Regions from separate parts of the Columba livia genome. Here region 1 is linked to region 2. The links are chromatin contacts, called in public Hi-C maps. All regions are on one chromosome and are shown on one strand. Each heading gives the region's core, a stretch centred on a gene start, on an enhancer-like site or on the middle of the called end of the contact. The rest is flanking DNA. Distances are from core to core; before and after follow the strand shown. Region 1 has its middle 8.4 kb from the start of NFAM1. Region 2 holds the start of IFT56 (intraflagellar transport 56).

Evidence for each region. Hi-C and Micro-C count contacts between places; a contact is called where the count stands out from the background.
Region 1: a Hi-C map of liver shows a contact between it and region 2, with 4 times the contacts expected there. The contact joins the enhancer-like site here to the promoter of IFT56 in region 2. A contact is called at or near these places in 2 of 2 Hi-C or Micro-C datasets (crop and liver).

The regions. Positions count from the first base shown.
Region 1 is chr1:170,935,987-170,938,742 of bColLiv1.pat.W.v2, forward strand. No RefSeq gene overlaps it. Among named protein-coding and RNA genes, the nearest start is that of NFAM1, 8.4 kb to the right of the region's middle. Within about 2 kb of position 1,260, at least 2 of the 3 cell types and tissues checked have an H3K27ac peak away from gene starts, as active enhancers do.
Region 2 is chr1:170,692,291-170,694,990 of bColLiv1.pat.W.v2, forward strand. It overlaps IFT56 (intraflagellar transport 56), which reads left to right and starts at 1,399. Exons shown (of 17, transcript XR_010468861.1): 1 at 1,399-1,643; 2 at 1,764-1,901.

The DNA of each region.
Region 1 (2,756 bases), core at 10-2,509, 240 kb after region 2:
CCTTCTTCCTTTCCCCATGCTACATGGAGCAACCTTTGGTCACACAGGTGCTCTGGGTGCTGCTGCCTGCCATGGGTTTGGCCTGGTCTCGGGCACCATCCCGTTCCTCACCCTCAGTGCTCTTTGGGCACAGCTCCAGCAGAGCACAAGTCTCCTGTGGCTCCTTTGCCCACCCAGCCCCTGTGGGTGTCTCAGGTGGCTCTGGGCACCTGTGTTTTGGGACCAAGCCCTGGTTCTCCAGTGAAGCCCCTGCCTCGGTGGGATCAGCCGCATGGCTGCCCTCCCTCTCTGCCCGCTGTGGCAGGAGCGGGACTGTCCCCACTGCCCTGAGCACCCTGCCTGTCCCCTCCCTCCTCATCTTCCTTGGGGGTGTTGTCACCGAGGCACCTTGGCTGCTTTCCCTTCAGAAAGTGGGGAGGGGGGAAGGAGTGGGCTAATTTCTTCCACGTTTATAGCCGAGCAGAGGAATGCTTCTGTTTTATGGCCCCAGTTATAGCTCGCAGAGGGAAGAGCTTTCTAACCGGATTGCTCTGACCTGGCTGTGAACCGCTCTCATTTGGCCAAAAACGAGCATCTTGGGTTGTGTGGCTGGGGGCTGCGGAAGAGCCCCGTTTGTGGCCAGAATTGTCCCTTAGGAGAATCACACCAAGGGAGGAGGATATAGTTTGGATTTTAATAAAGTCTGCTTTATTTTGTTCATTTATATATATATGGTTTTTAATTGCACAGCAAGTGCTCATCTCTGTCTTACAAGTAAGTCAATTCCATGCGGGGCTGTAGCGAATTGATTTGAGATCTGTGGATGGAAAGCAGTGAATGACTGCCAAGCATTGTTGTATTAGGAAGTTATAAAGCATATTATGGGTGAGTATCCTCATTATTCCCAAGGAGAGGTCGCTTTGCAGATCAGGATTGGTGGAAGAAAGGAAAACAATTTGGGAAGAACAGGAACGTGAAAAGTACATTGTCTGGGGCCAGCTTTACAGAGTCCTCCTTCGTTTTCTGCTTGGGCATTGAAAGAGAAACCTTTTTCCTTAAACTCCTGAGAAAAAGTTGGACAAGTAAAGCCGTACGAGTTTACTTCCATGAGGTGGCTGGAAACGTTGTCCTGCTGCTTTCATTAACGAGTGGGAGACATTCACTTTAATCACTCTGCCTCTGAACCCGTCTCTTTGCCATGTAGGAGCAGCTCCTGGTGGCCTCCATCCAAACGTCTCTTTTGGTGGCTCCTAAAGGGGCTTATAAAGAAATCACAAACTTCCTCAGAACCTCTTGAGCGCCATTTGGGGAACAGAAGAAAATTGTTTGCATTTTTATATGTTATGTTATACATTTCTCCAGATGACTCATTTCAGTTTGTCGAGGAAACTTTTACAGCCTTGCAGATGGTTTTTTTCAATCGTTCTTCCTAACAGCAGAAGTTGAAAAGTTTAGTCCTTGTGAGAGGGGCTTCCTCTACCGGGCTGCGGAGGGCCTGGATTTCGGTCCCAGCACACCACAGGCATCCAGTGCTCTTCATCTGCTCCCAACTAGCTGTCTGTTAGCAGTGTTCTAGGGCCCCAGGGGTTAATTTCCCAAAATCCTTCGCTGAAACTTGTTAATAACTTCCATATGTACCCCTGTGTGTGCACAGGAGGGGCCCCACAGCCAGCAGCTCTTGTAATAATACTTGATTACCTCTGACATAAGGGTCTGTGTGCCATTAGGGATCTGCCTCAATGGATCGGGATTCACTGAAAACCGCAAGTTTGTGCAAAACACATTTCAAAAAATTTATTAACATTTGGGTATCCTCAGCGTTTGGAAATAAGCTCCTCCTAGGTAGGCAAGCTTCAAAATAAAACTTTCTGTGTACACACAGCTGGGTCTCAGTCTTGGACCCTTACCCTGTTGTCCCTCCCAAAATGTGTATTTGAATCATTAGCCTTTAAATGTGCTAAAAATCTTAAGTTACAAGAATACCTTGGATGGGGGAATGTGATGGTTTTGTCTAATTGAGTTCATTCTGCACCAATTCCTTAGATGTTCGGCACCTGTAAAGTTATCACGAGTGCAATGCACTGGAGCTTTTTGCCTGCCCTGCACCACGGCAAAGGCAAAGGCAGGGCTGCCAAGGGCAGCGTTCAAAGGGAGCGGGTGCCCGAGGGAGGTGCCGTCCCGATGCCTCCCTGCAGAGCTCCTGCTGCCTTGTGATCTCAGCTGGGGCTGGTGGAGCTGGGGTTTCGATTCAGGCAAAGCAGAGCACTTCCAAACGCTTCCCACGTAAGGGCTGGCTCTGTAGACGAGGACTTCTCAGCTGGGAAAAAGAGAGGGCTGAGGTCTTCAGTAGAGGTCTGTGAAGCCTAAATGCCATGGAGAAGGTGTTTTTTTTCCTAAAAAAAAAAAACAAGGAGGCACATGATGAAATACTCAAGTGCAAGACTCAAAAGAAACAAAAGGAGACGTTTCTTCATGCAACATATGGCTTAAGTAGGGGAAGTCCCTGCCACAGGCCACCAGAGATGCTTTGTGGGTATGAAAAGGGATTAATGGTGATTAGTGGAGCACCTCTGGAGCGGGAAATGTTGAGCCAAGAAATGGGAGAGATGAGATCCAGGTGCAGCTTTCAGCTCTGTGCCTCATTGGGCACACCTCTGCTATGGCAAGAGTCTGGGAACAAGCCAGCCTAAGCTCAGGCTTAGGCTCAACAGCACGGGGTGAGGCCCAGGCCAGCTGAGCCAGCTCAGCAGGGGATGGCTGTGCTGAGCTTTGTGTGA
Region 2 (2,700 bases), core at 149-2,648:
TCTAGATGTTTTTCCTGATTTTGCAGGGTTTTGATAGAGGAGGCTATAGCTTTCTGCCCTGCAGAACAGTCTTTTTCTGTTAGATAATAGAAAACACTAGACAAATGATAAGAGGACAGATATCTGTGTTATATTGATTAGTATATATATATATATATGATCTTGCCAATATAGAAAAATACTTGAAATAAAATCTCTGAAAAGGCAAATAATTTCAGAATTATTTATGGAAATTTAATTTTCTCCTGACAAAAATACCTTGCTAAATAGAGAGGAGCTATAAAAGTAGACCAAATCACTAGCACACATTCCTTATCACTTTGACAGACTAAGTCAAAATTAATTTCTTGCAGAGAAATCCACTATGGGTGAGTGGATTGTTTGCCTTCATTTTCTATGGCCTGTGTAATGAAAGCACATTCATTAGAAAGGGACATCATCACAGTGTTGTTGTTCTCCCAGGGTTCCCGGTTGCAGAGTAACTTCTCAAGGCCAGCTGCAAGCTGAGCAGATTGTTCCAGGGTTAAGCCATGTTGAAGTGACTGGGAGAAGGGGAATGTGAAAGCCGTGCTCTGAAGAAGCAGCACACAGTTCTTTACTGCTGGACTGAGTTACAGATGATTGCAATATGACGGGATATATTTATTAATACAAAAAAAGAAAAGCCTGTATCTTTCTGATGGAGTGCAAAACATTTTTCTTCTCAAGGATGAAATGGTAGCAATACAGGTACCTCATTAGCCATGTCCATGGACAGGTATTTTTTTGCTAGCTGAGTTGTCAGCAATCGTGTAATGTATTGCTCCTCTGCACTGGAATTTCTGATGGTGCAATTCAGGTAGTATAAAAAATGAAACCTGGGGAATTCCACCATATGGTGCTCCCCTATAACAAGGAGAGATCTGTTTTATTCACAGCAATCTGCAATGTCAGGAAAAAAGGTGATATCTGTGCTTGAAAATTATCTAGAGTTTGCTAGAGAGATCAGCTACTGTATGCAGTTTAAATGTACACAACCCACATACGTAATGTTTTACATTATGTTCTCCGTGTCCATGATTATAGAAATACAGATGGAGCGTTTTTGTTTACCAGAAAAGTATAAACATCTATGGGGTTCCCTCCCCATAGGGCTGTCACAGGAGAGTGACCAACCCATCGATATCACCAGGAGAAGCTCTGGATCACCCTGCAGACTGGGTGGAGTTGCTGCTGTGAGCATGAGACTCATTGTGGGATGTCAGGGAAGGGCATACTACCCATGACTACAATGACTACAACCTTAAATTCCATTTCTGACTGCTTTCCTGCGTGAGGGGACTCTCTGTTCGGAGCGCGAGTGTGTGTGTGCGGATGTTTCAGTGCCAGCAGCTGGAATTAGACCACAAGTCCCAGGGTTCCGCGTGTCCGGGGTGCCGGCAACTGGGGAGGCTGACTGAGGGGCCGATCCCCCGTTCCGCTGTCGCTACGGAGACCGCCGCCGGCCGCAGCGGAGGCGGAACCCCGGGGGGCGGCGCCCTTCGCCAGCCGGCGCCTGTTCGCCGCCGCGCTCGGGTCTGCGCCGCCGCCTTCCGCCGTCCCGCGGTTACCCTGGCAACGGCGCCGTCGGCGAAGCGAGGAGCCCCGGGCCCGGCGGCAGGATGGTGAGAGGCGGCGGGACGGGGGCGCGGGGCGGGTGCGGGTGCGGTGCTTCCCCCCACCTCGGGCGGGGAAGCCCCGCCGGGGCCCCGCTCTGACCCGGCTCCGCTCTGCTCTCTGCCCAGATGCTCTCCCGGGCCAAGCCGGCCGTGGGGGGTACCCCGCCGCCGGGAGACAGGCGGAAGAAGAAAGGGAAGAAGGTGCCGCAGCTGGAAGAGCTCCTGGCCCTGAGGGACTTCACCGGCGCGATCGCCTTGCTGGAGGTAACGGCCGCCACCGGGGCTGAGACCCCGACCCGGGGGCGCCGCCGGCACCCCGGGGGTCCCACTCTGCTCCCTTCGGGAGGACGGTACCGGCATTGCCAGGCCTGTGCCCGACAGGGCTGCGGGCCGAGAGCGACTCTTCCCCGCCTTGTGTCCCCTTAGCCTCCACCCGCACCCCGTAGGCCCTGTTCTGGCTGCTTTTCTCCTCCCTTCCTAGGACTGGGTTTGGCATGTGAGGGCGCCTGCTGCTTCTCCGTGCCAGCCGTGTCCTGGGTGCATCCAGCACAGCATGGCCAGCCGGGCAGGGAGGTGATGGTCCCGCTCTGCTCCGCACTGGTGCGGCCTCACCTGGAGCACTGTGTGCAGGTCTGGGCGCCAAGGGATAAAAAGGAGATAAGGCTACTGGAGAGTGTCCAGAGGAGGGCTATGAAGTTGGCAAAAGGTTTGGAGGTGAAGCCGTATGAAGAGCGGCTAAAGTCACTTGGTTTGTTCAGCCCGGAGAAGAGGAGACTGAGAGGAGACCTCATGGCACCTACAGCTTCCTCACAAAGGGAGGAGGAGAAACTCTTCTCTTTGGTGACCAGTAACAGAACGTAAGGGGATGGCAGGAAGATGTGTCAGGAGAGGTTCAGGTTGGACATTAGGAAAAGTTTCTTCACCCAGAGGGTGCTGGAGCACTGGAACAGGCTCCTCAGGGAGGTGTCACAGCCCCAAGCCTGACAGTGTTCAAGAAGAGACTGGACAACACCCTCAGGCACATGGTGTGAACTGTGGGGTTGTCATACGCAGGAACAGGAGT